Regions from separate parts of the Mus musculus genome. Here regions 1, 2 and 4 are each linked to region 3. The links are chromatin contacts, called in public Hi-C and HiChIP or PLAC-seq maps. All regions are on one chromosome and are shown on one strand. The core of a region is the stretch at or near the end of the contact, and the rest is flanking DNA. Distances in the headings are between cores, read along the strand shown.

What was found. Hi-C and Micro-C count contacts between places; a contact is called where the count stands out from the background. HiChIP or PLAC-seq counts read pairs in DNA pulled down with a chosen protein or histone mark.
Region 1: a contact with region 3 is called in a Hi-C map of bone marrow-derived macrophages, with 45 read pairs. The contact joins two enhancer-like sites. A contact is called at or near these places in 1 of 39 promoter capture datasets (embryonic stem cells), 1 of 15 datasets of contacts at CTCF or cohesin (the NIH/3T3 cell line), 6 of 484 Hi-C or Micro-C datasets (bone marrow-derived macrophages, double positive thymocytes, embryonic fibroblasts and 3 more), 7 of 115 datasets of contacts at active chromatin or transcription factors (the HPC-7 cell line, bone marrow-derived macrophages, embryonic fibroblasts and 3 more) and 2 of 9 other capture datasets (embryonic stem cells and embryonic trunk).
Region 2: a Hi-C map of bone marrow-derived macrophages shows a contact between it and region 3, with 29 read pairs. The contact joins two enhancer-like sites. A contact is called at or near these places in 2 of 484 Hi-C or Micro-C datasets (bone marrow-derived macrophages and embryonic fibroblasts), 4 of 115 datasets of contacts at active chromatin or transcription factors (bone marrow-derived macrophages, embryonic fibroblasts, embryonic stem cells and 1 more) and 2 of 9 other capture datasets (bone marrow-derived macrophages and embryonic stem cells).
Region 4: a FOXA1 HiChIP or PLAC-seq map of pancreatic cancer cells shows a contact between it and region 3. The contact joins two enhancer-like sites. A contact is called at or near these places in 1 of 15 datasets of contacts at CTCF or cohesin (the NIH/3T3 cell line), 1 of 484 Hi-C or Micro-C datasets (bone marrow-derived macrophages) and 6 of 115 datasets of contacts at active chromatin or transcription factors (the NIH/3T3 cell line, embryonic basal ganglia, embryonic stem cells and 1 more).

Annotation. Positions count from the first base shown.
Region 1 is chr7:145,110,364-145,113,063 of GRCm38.p6, forward strand. No RefSeq gene overlaps it. Among named protein-coding and RNA genes, the nearest start is that of Gm46023, 43 kb to the left of the region's middle. Within about 2 kb of position 1,253, at least 291 of the 459 cell types and tissues checked have an H3K27ac peak or open chromatin away from gene starts, as enhancers often do. A contact at or near this core is called in the NIH/3T3 cell line, bone marrow-derived macrophages, embryonic fibroblasts and 1 more, where this site is marked.
Region 2 is chr7:145,186,603-145,189,302 of GRCm38.p6, forward strand. It overlaps a transcript of Tpcn2 not described here. Among named protein-coding and RNA genes, the nearest start is that of Smim38, 20 kb to the right of the region's middle. Within about 2 kb of position 1,394, at least 11 of the 459 cell types and tissues checked have an H3K27ac peak or open chromatin away from gene starts, as enhancers often do. A contact at or near this core is called in bone marrow-derived macrophages, where this site is marked.
Region 3 is chr7:144,962,769-144,965,468 of GRCm38.p6, forward strand. No RefSeq gene overlaps it. Among named protein-coding and RNA genes, the nearest start is that of Ccnd1, 24 kb to the left of the region's middle. Within about 2 kb of position 1,368, at least 51 of the 459 cell types and tissues checked have an H3K27ac peak or open chromatin away from gene starts, as enhancers often do. A contact at or near this core is called in the NIH/3T3 cell line, bone marrow-derived macrophages, embryonic fibroblasts and 1 more, where this site is marked.
Region 4 is chr7:145,145,572-145,148,271 of GRCm38.p6, forward strand. No RefSeq gene overlaps it. Among named protein-coding and RNA genes, the nearest start is that of Gm45181, 20 kb to the right of the region's middle. Within about 2 kb of position 1,305, at least 22 of the 459 cell types and tissues checked have an H3K27ac peak or open chromatin away from gene starts, as enhancers often do. A contact at or near this core is called in pancreatic cancer cells, where this site is marked.

The DNA.
Region 1 (2,700 bases), core at 3-2,502, 150 kb after region 3:
TGTGCATTTTAGGGGGAGGTGTGTTTCTCTGTCTGTCTATCTCTGTCGGATGTACATGCATGCACATCAGTGTGTGAAGTCAGAGGTCACTGTCAGGTGTCTTTTCTTTTGTGTGACACCTTATTTTTCCAGACAGGATCTTTCACTGACTTGGCTGACAGACTGTTAGTCAGCATGCTCCAGGGACCCTTCTGCCTTCACCCCTCTACCCTTGGCCCCCAGCTCACTGAATGGCTAGACCAGTTGCCCAGCAAGCTCCAGGGTCTGCCTATCTCTATCCCTCAAGGCCTGCCACTACCCACTGCTGGGAGTCTGAACAAAAGCCCTCACCTTGCAAGGCCAGCACTTAGCCCACTGAGAGCCTTCTCCCCAGCCCCTGTGGCCTTGGGGATTTTTGTGAATGAAACTTAAGCTGAGCTTCCTGCCGCTGGCCACGCCCTGCTGCTCTGCCTTGACCACTGTATAACCTCAGGGGAAAGACGGCAGAGGGAACTTCAAAACGAAAGTGTGAGTCACAGACAAGGGGGAAAAAAGGAAAAGGACATTCTTTAGTTTCCAGAGCCAGGGCTCCAGCAGTGGCTTGCAAATATGACCTGTTCATTGCATTGCTCCTGTGATCCCCTCCAGCCCCATGTGCACAGGGAAGAGCTGCCTACTCCCCATCTCTGTCTGGGACACTTGGCAGGGTGGCTAGGCGTCCTTGCGGCCAAGCACCGATAGGTAAGCAGTTAGTAAATAACTGCAATAAACCAGGTAAGAGCTGTGGCCTGGCCAGTAGGATCCCCCCCACCCGCATTGTGGGAGGCAACAGAAGCAGGGTCTTGGGTTGCTGTTGGCTTGGGTTGCAGGGCCAGCCAGGCTTTTCAGGCAGAACGCAACGCTGAACCTCCTAGGAGGAGACAGGACTTCGAGTGGAGCAGAGGGCAGGCAGCAGAAGAGTTGCAGATGGCTAAAAGAAAGTTCAGCAAGCCCACAACAAGGACTTGGATCAGGCAGGACACACATTGGGGAGGCCCATCAAGCCCGAGCCTGCCTTGTGAGCCCCCGGATTGTCAGGGCAGAGAGGAAAACTGCTGCGTGCTTTATAGACTTTGGGGAAGTCACAGGCTCCACTTGCTTGGGGGAGGCAGGAAACCCCCTCCACCCAGGCGTCTGCCAGAGCACCCGCAGGCTTCCTCTTGTCTCTGTCCCCCTCCCCAGCACCTCTTCCCCTGAACAGCTTCCCTCTCCTGGCCCTGCTGTCCCTTTAAAGGAACTTGAATCAGAGTTGAGAATGATGGTGACTCAGGGTGGAAGGGGTGGTCACTTGCACTGGCCAGTGGCCAGGACTGCAGCGCGAAAGGAAGCCGAGCAACCGCAGCTGCCTGTGTGTGCGCCCCTGAGAGGGGCAGAAACCACAGAACCCCGTTTGAGACTCCACCACGTTGGAACTTGTGTGATGAAGTTACCCCTCACAATGGGGGCATTCAGGGTCCACCCGCGCCTGCAGGGCTGGGGCCTGTTCCTCAGGCCAGCTGATGGTGATGTCATCTTCCGTTAGGAGGTTCTCCCCCCCCCCAACTCTGTTGACTAGGGACTTAAAAAAATGCACCAGGAAACTCAAGTGCAAGCCAGGACGGAAGCCTTGGTTTTATTTATAGTTGATAACTTGTGTCCGGCTTGCTCCACGGGATGCAGAGCCTGAGGATAAAGAGCCCACAGGGGCAGATGACAGAAGGATTCGTGTCCTGGGCTACTGTGCTGTCTAATAACAAGTATGAAACTTCATTCTGAGCTTCCCAGCAGCCAAAGCAAAGAGGGGACAGGGTTTTATAGTGTGATATCATAGAAAACCAGGCTGTGAATAGCTAAGGCCCTAGATTCTATTTTCTCATGGTCAGGACAGCCATGCATCCCTGCATAGCATCCAGCAGTGTCAAAAGCATGTTATAGGCCTGGCTAGGTGATGATGATTCTTCAGAGAGCAGGAGCCATACTTGCCTTCCTGTGCACATGACAGACATTACTAATGGATTGCAGCACTCTTTCCCCTAGCCAGCTTCTGCCTCAGAGCCCCAATTCTGCAGTTCTTCAGGGAACACTACCAAAGGCCAGCACAGAACTAGAGACTGCTGAGCTTGTGACCAGCTGAGAAAGTTCTGGGAGGGCCCAGATCTGGAACATTGCTAGCACCTGGCTCATGCCTATATATAGTAGATGCCAAGGGAAAAACTGTCAGTTAAAGACAGAAAGGGGAAGGAGCCAAGGTTGGTGGAGAACTCAGTATCATCCTGAGGGTGAGGCAAGGCTGTGCATGAGCTACACAGGAAGTTATCAGTGAGGACATGGATCTTGAAAAGAAACCCTGACAGAAGCTAGGAATGCAGTGGCCCAGTCTGGTCTGGCTTCCAGCTGCAAGTGCTAGCACTCCACAGGGCCCATGAATCTCATGAGGCTGGGACTGTGGGGGTCAGAGGTAGTCATAGCTGGGTCATGTGCCCATGACAATGGCTAGTCCTTATCAAGTACTTGCAGGTTCCACAGTCACGGGTGGCATGCAGCCTCTGCCCAGCTCTGACACTTTCTCCACAGCTCTCCATCTTCTCTTCCCCAGGCTCGCCTGAGGTGCACAGAAGCTGCACCCCAGAGCTTCACTCCCAGACCACGTGCAGTCCCCCAGGGCACCTCTCTGCATGGAGCTCAGTCCATCTTCTCCCTCTC
Region 2 (2,700 bases), core at 144-2,643, 220 kb after region 3:
CCCCGACTTCAGCCAGGGGCCACGGGGTGGGAGAGGGTGAGAGATTTTGACTCACTTTCCAGTCCTGGTGCGTTTAGCCTGAAGTGGGCTTCCGGGAGGGGATCCCATTGAGAGTCGAGGAGTATCTGTATATTCCAGGAAGGGGGAATTCCCATTCTGGCCAGGCTTCAGGAATGGAGTCACTCACAGTGTCACGGAAGTGGCATCTGGACGGGTTTGCTACAGACTGACTCTGGCTCCTCTCATCTCCTGCCTACCTGCACAGCCCAACACCACGACCATAAGAACTGGTCAGAAGACAGGACCACCTTTTATGGAACCACTGTGGGGGCCTTCTCTGTAGGCAGTCCAGTGTTCCACAAAACTCACCAGACCCACAAACATGACCCCTCAGATTCACGTCCTCTTGGACCCTCCTCTCCCTGAATGAAGGAAAAGTCAAGCAAGGATGCCAGTGTTTTTTGCCACCTCCCTCACATGCCACTTTGAAACACCCAGAAATGCAGCCCAAGCCTAGGGTCAATGCATATGGGGCAGTTTGTGCAGAGGAGTTGAGGGCCCAGAGATGTACCATGCCCACCCTCCAACTTTTCCCAGGGGAACCCCACTACCACTAAATGGTGGGAAACCATACCAACCATCAATAGACCATAAGTCAGCTCCAGACATTGCAGAACTCAAAAGTCAAGGTCCCTTCATTCAAGGATAGCATAGACGCTCTAAGCATCATTCTCAAGCAAGAAACAGAAGCAAGTGTTCCCAGCATCCACACAAAGAGCTGGGTGTGGCAACTCTGTCCTGTAATCCTAGTGCCAGTAAGATGGAAGGCAGAGAGAAGTGTATCCCCAGAAGCCTGGGGGCAGATAGTCTGGCCTATGTGAAGTTCCTGGCTAAGTTCAATGAGAGAACCTACCTCACACAAAAGGGGGAATGCACATAAAGAGAGAAGCTGGAACTGTGCTCTGACCTCTACACTGCACCACCCAGGTCTACACCTGCACCCACAGAGATGCAGCATACGAACACACATACACACACTGCATAATACATGCACATACACACACATAGATGCATAATACATGCACACACATTTGACACCATACAAAAATGCCTAATACATACACATACACAAATGCGTGCACACATGCATATGCACACATATACACACAGAAATGTATACATACATGCATACCCACAGATATACATGCATGTAAACACACACAGACGTGCATGTGTGTAAAAACACATACACACGAAATTGGAACAAACATAAAAAGAGAGATATGAGACAGCACTAGACAAATCTCAGCCAGTGATGTCCCCACAGGGTGACCAGTAGTGCTGGCCACCCAGGAGGCTCCATCTGTGCCAGGCACTTCCTTACCAAGCTACTCCTCCCTCCCCATGAGGTCAGCCTGTGGTTATCTCCGGAGATGCTGATTCACCAAAAACAATGCTAAATTCAGACTCAATTAACTTGACCTTTGCTCTCAAATTGCTAAAGGCTCTTCTGGAGAATCCAAACTGGAGCAGAAGCTCCTGTGTTGGGTGTCTAGGAACCCCACAGAGATCTCTGTGAGATCAATACAGGAGATAATAATATGTTTTGTTCCCATTTCTAGGAAGGGGTAAAGTGTCCACACTTTGGTCTTCCTTCTTCTTGAATTTCATGCGTTTAGCAAGTACCCCTTCCTAGAAATGGGAACAAAACACCCATGGAAAGAGTTACAGAGACAAAACTTGGAGCTGTGACAAAAAGATGGACCATCTAGTGATTGCCATATGCAGGGATCCATCCCATAATCAGCTTCCAAATGCTGACACCATTGCACACACTAGCAAAATTTTGCTGAAAGGACCCAGATATAGCTCTCTCTTGTGAGACCATGCTGGGGCCTAGCAAATACAGAAGTGGATGATCACAGTCAGCTATTGGATGGGTCACACGGCCCCCAATGCAGGAGCTAGAGATATTACCCAAGGAGCTAAAGGGAACTGCAACCCTATAGGTGGAACAACAATATGAACTAACCAGTACCCCGGAGCTCTTGTCTCTAGCTGCATATGCATCAAAAGATGGCCTAGTCGGCCATCACTGCAAAGAGAGGCCCATTGGACTTGCCAACTTTAGATGTCCCAGTACAGGGGAACGCCATGGCCAAAAAGGGGGAGTGGGTGGGTAGGGGATTGGGGGGGGTGGATATGGGGGACCTTTGGGATAGCATTGAAAATGTAAACGAGGAAAATGCCTAATAAAAAAATTAAAAAAAATAATGTTTTGTTCACTAAGAACCCAGTACACAGAAAAAAGTGTGAGAAACTGTGTCAGACGTCAGAGACATTCATGTTCTCACCCAGAAGGAAAGGGTTCAAGCCACTCTGATGATGTCAAGACTTGATTTTACATTTTGGATGGCGGAACCACAACTCTGACCCTCTAACCCCATCCTGACCTGGGAGAGAAGATCAGTCCTTGGGCAGAGCCAGCGTCACCAGTGCATCCCCTGGAAAATAAAAGGCCGCTCTGGAAACCATCAGAAAACATTAAAGACTAAAACTACATTTGGAGCCATCACAGTTCGGGGGAGTGAGTCCATTCTGTTGAGAGCTGCTGTAGATAAGGGGTCTGTTTATTGAATTAGGTAGGGAAATGAAGAAAATATCCTGAAATTCATGGCTGAAAATATTCCATTTCTGAAC
Region 3 (2,700 bases), core at 118-2,617:
GCTCCAGGGGATCCCACACTCTGGTCTCTGAGGGCACCTCTGCTCATGTGCACACACCCATACACTCGTATACACAATCACAAATAAGATAAATCATTGAACAATTTATCTAAAGTTTTTGTCAAGTTTGGAGATCAATGTTGCACTTTGTTTATAAAATTATCTTACTTTTTTGCCAGGATAGGGGAGATGGCTCAACTGGTAAAGGTGTTTGCCACCTAACCTAAGACCCCACATTCTATCCCTGGAATCCACATGGTGGAAGGAGAGAATCAGCCCACACAACTTGCCCTCTGACCGCCACACATCACAGCACATGGTCCAACCCCCTCCCCATAAATAAAATAAAAAAATATTCTTTTGTCTCATCTATGCCTGAAAGAGCTTTGAACGGGAAATGAGAACTATTTAAAGCAGTGTCTGTGGATCCCTCTGGGCTTGGAGGGCAACGAAGGTGTTTTTAATCCCCTCACATTCTCTCTCTTTCTCTCTCTCTCTCTCTCTCTCTCTCTCTCTCTCTCACACACACACACACACACACATACACACACACACACACAGACACACACACAAACACACACACAGACACACTCCAAATCTTCTTTGAACTCTGTAGCAGAGGCTGGCTTTGAACCCCTGATTCCCCTTCCTCAATCTACCAATGGCTGGGACTGCAGGTGTGTGCCACCACACCCAGCTTTAAACTTTACTGTTAGGAAGAGTGTGGGGATAAATACCCATCCTTTCTTCCTTTACGCCCTTGTTCATTTTGTTTTTTTATGAGCTTATCTCTTTGTAAGTAACTGTTATCACAGAGGGTCTGAGATTTAGACTCTGATCAGCCTATCCACCTGGTCTCCACCCCTCCTGCTGAGCCCATATAAGTTCTTGCTAGCCATCAGTGATACCAATGATGCCAACTTTTTATGTCTTTGCCAATCTGATAGATAAATCAAAACCAAAAGCAAAAGTCCTTGGGACATTTCAATTTGTGTTCTTTAATTAGTGCTGAAGTTGCTCTCTCTCTCCATATATGTGTGTGTGTGTGTGTGTGTATGTGTGAGTGTGTGTATAAGTTAATATATTATTTTTCAATATATTATTACATAATATATTGTTATAACATAACCTTTTGTCATGCTTTTCAAGAGCTCTTTATATATTACAGATCCTTAAATATCTCACTGGTCAGCTAAAATCTCTCTAGCATGTAGAACTTGTTACAGAATTTTTTTTTTTAAATTTCACAGTATGCAAGTTTACTGTACTGGGCAGAGGCCAAAGTGAGGATGATTCAGTCTTGGGTCATGCGAAGAACTTGAACATGCCCTTTGAATATCCAGAGCTAACTTGAGAATTTGACTCAGCTCTTCAGTGTTCCAGTTTCAACAAGCTCTTCATAGGAAATGAGGGGGAAAAGAGGCTGGGACTGTGAGAACTCCTATCAGCTGAAAACTTACTAGAGACACAAGGAACCCTGCAGGTTAAAATTCATTTCCTGAGCAGCTGCTGGGGAAGCCAGAGTCTTTCTCAGGTTGTTTGGGCCTTGCACCATTGTTGGTTGGGTTCCTCCATGAAGGGTTGGTTGGTCCCTCCACGAAGGGAGGGAGATGTCTGCACTGTTTTGAGTCTCAGGATCCCTTTCCTATCCAGCTGTGGTTTTGCCACTTTGAGGGGCCCTGGGAGGAAACTGTGAACTTGTCATCTGGAGATCAAGCCTTTTTGTAAGACTTCTGTTAGCTCCCAACCCTGGGTGAGGCCAGGTCTCGGAGGGCCTTGTGCCAACCCAGCCTGATAGCCACAGGGAGGGGCAAGGCGGGTCCTCTCATGTGGAATCACCCATACATAGTTTGGCAAGCAGTTTTTTGAAACAAAGCAAACTATCAGGCCAAAGGTTTCAGACCCATAAAATAGAGCCTGGTGGTGTCTCGGAGGATGAGAGGGGTTGGCAGGCCCTGCCTCCCATCACTGAAAGTCTATTCCGAGAAGACAAAGATGGCAGGCCTGTGTAGGTGCCATTAAAATGGACCTTCCTTGTGTCATGGCCTGAAGCCTGCTAGGAAATGCTCTTGTGGGGCTGAGGAGGAGGCTAGGGGGGAACCACAGCAGTAGAGATAGCTGTGTCAGGAGGTCACAGAAAGAAGGGAGTCTGGGAAATCTCAGCCCAAAGCCCTGGTAATATCCAGACAGCCACTGCCACCCCCATGGTGACCAGTATGAGCTGTGAGGAAGCCACCAAGGATATAAGATAATGATTCAGAGGGCTCCCTGGGGGTCAGGCACTGAGGGACACAGAGGGCATGTGAACCAGCCTGCTGGGGGGTCAGGGAAATAGCACAGGATCCCAGTGGGAAGGAGAAGGTGCGCTGAGAGGACTGGACGTCGAACAGGGTCTATGACATCCAGGGACAGGGCACAGGGCCGATGTCCAGGATGGAAGCCAGGGGCTCTCTGTGGTGGCGGTGAGACTCTTCAGGCCGGGGAAAGGACTCACACTGCAGCGAGAAAACGCTTTGACTCCTAAGCAGAGAGTGAGGTTTGGGAACCCCTAGTGATGGGCAGCAGGGGTTGGGAACTCTCCAGACAGTGCCCCAACCCCCATCCAGGCCGCAGGCCAGGCTTCTCCCATGCAAGCCAGGGCTGTATCATGATCTACCTTGTGTAGCATGTGCTGGGGGTTGACATCAGGGAATGGAGTGG
Region 4 (2,700 bases), core at 55-2,554, 180 kb after region 3:
TGACAGATGGAGGATACAGGAGCCAGGGACTTCAAAGGTTGTTAGAGATGTATTCAAGATCCTGGCCTAGAGGCTCAGGCCTGTCAGTCCAGCCGCTAGCAAGGCTGAGGTAGGAGGATTGTAAGTTCAAAGCCAGCCTGGGCAATGCAGCGAGACTGTGCCTGTATTAATCTTTCAGTAGCTCTGACAAAAGCAATTTAAGTGAGGACAGGTCTGGTTTGGCTCACAGTTCCAGGGACAGTTCATCATAGTGAGAAAGCAGTGGTAAAAGAAACCCGATCACATTGTACCTCAAGAACAAACTTAGATTTACTAAGATTAATAATGTAAAAAAAAAAAAAATTATGCCGGACAGTGGTGGCACATGCCTTTAATCCCAGCACTTGGGAGACAGAGGCAGGCAGATTTCTGAGTTCATGGCCATCCTGGTCTACAGATGAGTTCCAGGACAGAGAAACCCTGTCTTGAAAAACAAAAACAAAAACAAAAACAAAATAATAATAATAATAATAATCCGCTAGGAAAATTCTGGAAGAAACAGGACCTAAATCTTTGTGACCTTAGATTAGGTAAAGATCTCATGTCAATTTCTCTGGAGGCACAATGAATACATTTAAAAAAATCTAGGGCTGGAGAGAAGACACAGCAGTTATAGTGCTTACTGAAGCCAGTGGTGATGTGTGCAGTGGGTCTCTGAGTTCAAGGCCAGCCTGGTCTACAGAGCAAGTTCCAGGACATCTAGGGCTACACAGAGAAACCCTGTCTCAAAACAGCAGCAGCAGCAGCACCAGCAGCAGCAACAACAACAGAGTGCTTGTTCTTCAATCATGAGACCTAGCATTCAAATCCCACATGAAGTGGCTCACAGTCATCTGCCACTCCAGCTATAAGGGATCAAATGCCCTCTTCTGGCCTCCCTGGGCACCTACACACACACAGACAAACACACACACTTAAAGAAAAATCAATCTAATACCTCTCTCTATAGATACAGATGATGTAGATTATAGATTATAAGCACAAACATAGATATAGATATATGAAGAAATCCTTAAACAGGATGTCATCAGAACTAAAACTATCTCCTGCTGAATGAAAAGGCACACACCATGCCAGGAACAAATATTTGTGAGCCACATAATTGACAAAGAATTTGGAACTCTCTCAGCAGTGGGAAAATAAGATACATGATTGACAATGAGCCAACTCTCTGAATGAGGTTTTCCCCTGAGCAAGAGAATACATGTGAATGGCTTCACCTCCACCAGTCACCAAGGCAACCAAACTAAAACCACATTGTGATACTATGATGTACTCCTTAAAGTGGTCAAACAATTGATAACTAGTTGTTTATTCTTTGGGGAGGGGCCCTCACAGTACAGTGTGCTTTGTGGATGCAGTTACAGGAAGGCATGTGTTCCTGGAGCGTATGGAAGTTAGTTCAAACATTATGGGAAAGAGCTGCTTGTAAAAGTATAAACTTATCTAAAATCCTAAAACCTGTACCCAAGAGAAAGGGACACATGGATGCTCAGGCATACTAGTGGAATCTTGTGTGTGTTTTTAGGAAGAATTGTGAAAACCTGCAAATGCTGCTTACAGCATCCCACTGAATAGAAGAATCTCCACAATGGATGAACAGTAGGATGTTTGGTGGAGTACTATACAGCAAGGTAAATAGAAGGAATAGTAATATATTTGTTGCTACACAAGATGCCAAAAAGCTAGAAGCTGTAAGATTCTGGTTCTGTGATATTCTTGGAAAGGACAAATTAGAGGTACAGAAAACAAGACTGTGTCCTCCATATATGGAAGCCCTAATTTTAACTGTTCCCTTATCTGGAGATAAGGCTTTGAGGACACAAAATAAGGTTAAAAGTGGTCAAGAGGCAGTGGTTCTCAACCTCCCTAATGCTGCAACCCTCTAATACAGTCCTCATGTATGGTTGGTTGGTGACTCCCAACAACCATAAAGTTATTTCATGGCTACTTCATAAATGTAATTTTGCTTCTATTATGAATAGTAGTGTAGATACCTGTGTTTTTCAGTGGTCTTAGGCGAGCCCTGTGAAAGGGTTCTTAAACCTTTAAAGGGGTCATGACCCCCAGGTTGAGAACAGATGCAGTAAGAAGTCCTGACCCAAAAGGATTAGTGTCTTTACAGAAAGAGTGAGAAGGCCGATTCTCCTCCACACACACCTCAACAGCAAGAAGGCCCTGACCTGACACCAGGCAAGAAGCCTCCTCAGACACTAAGACTGATACTGTGTGGATCTTAAGACTTCAGGTGTCCATAACCCCAGGGCCAAGTCCCAGATTCAACACATCTGTGGTGCAGCAGGGGCTAATGATAAAAGCAATTCCTTGGGACACGTGTGGGACTGCTCACTACATCACACTACAAGACATGGGTGATGGCAGGACTGTGTGACTTGACAGTGAGGTATTCCACAACTCTATGTGCTTGTCAGAATCCAGAGATCTCAGAGTGGGAGAGATGGCTCAGGTGGCACTTGACAAGGGATCCAGCTCAGTTCCCAGCACTCATGGTGAGCAGCTCAAAACCACGTGGCATTCTAGTTTCAGGGATCCAGCACCCTCTTCTGGTCTCCACAGGCACCTACACTCATATGCGTCCTCACTTCACACACCCACACCACACCCACCCCCACACACACCACACCACACACACACACATAC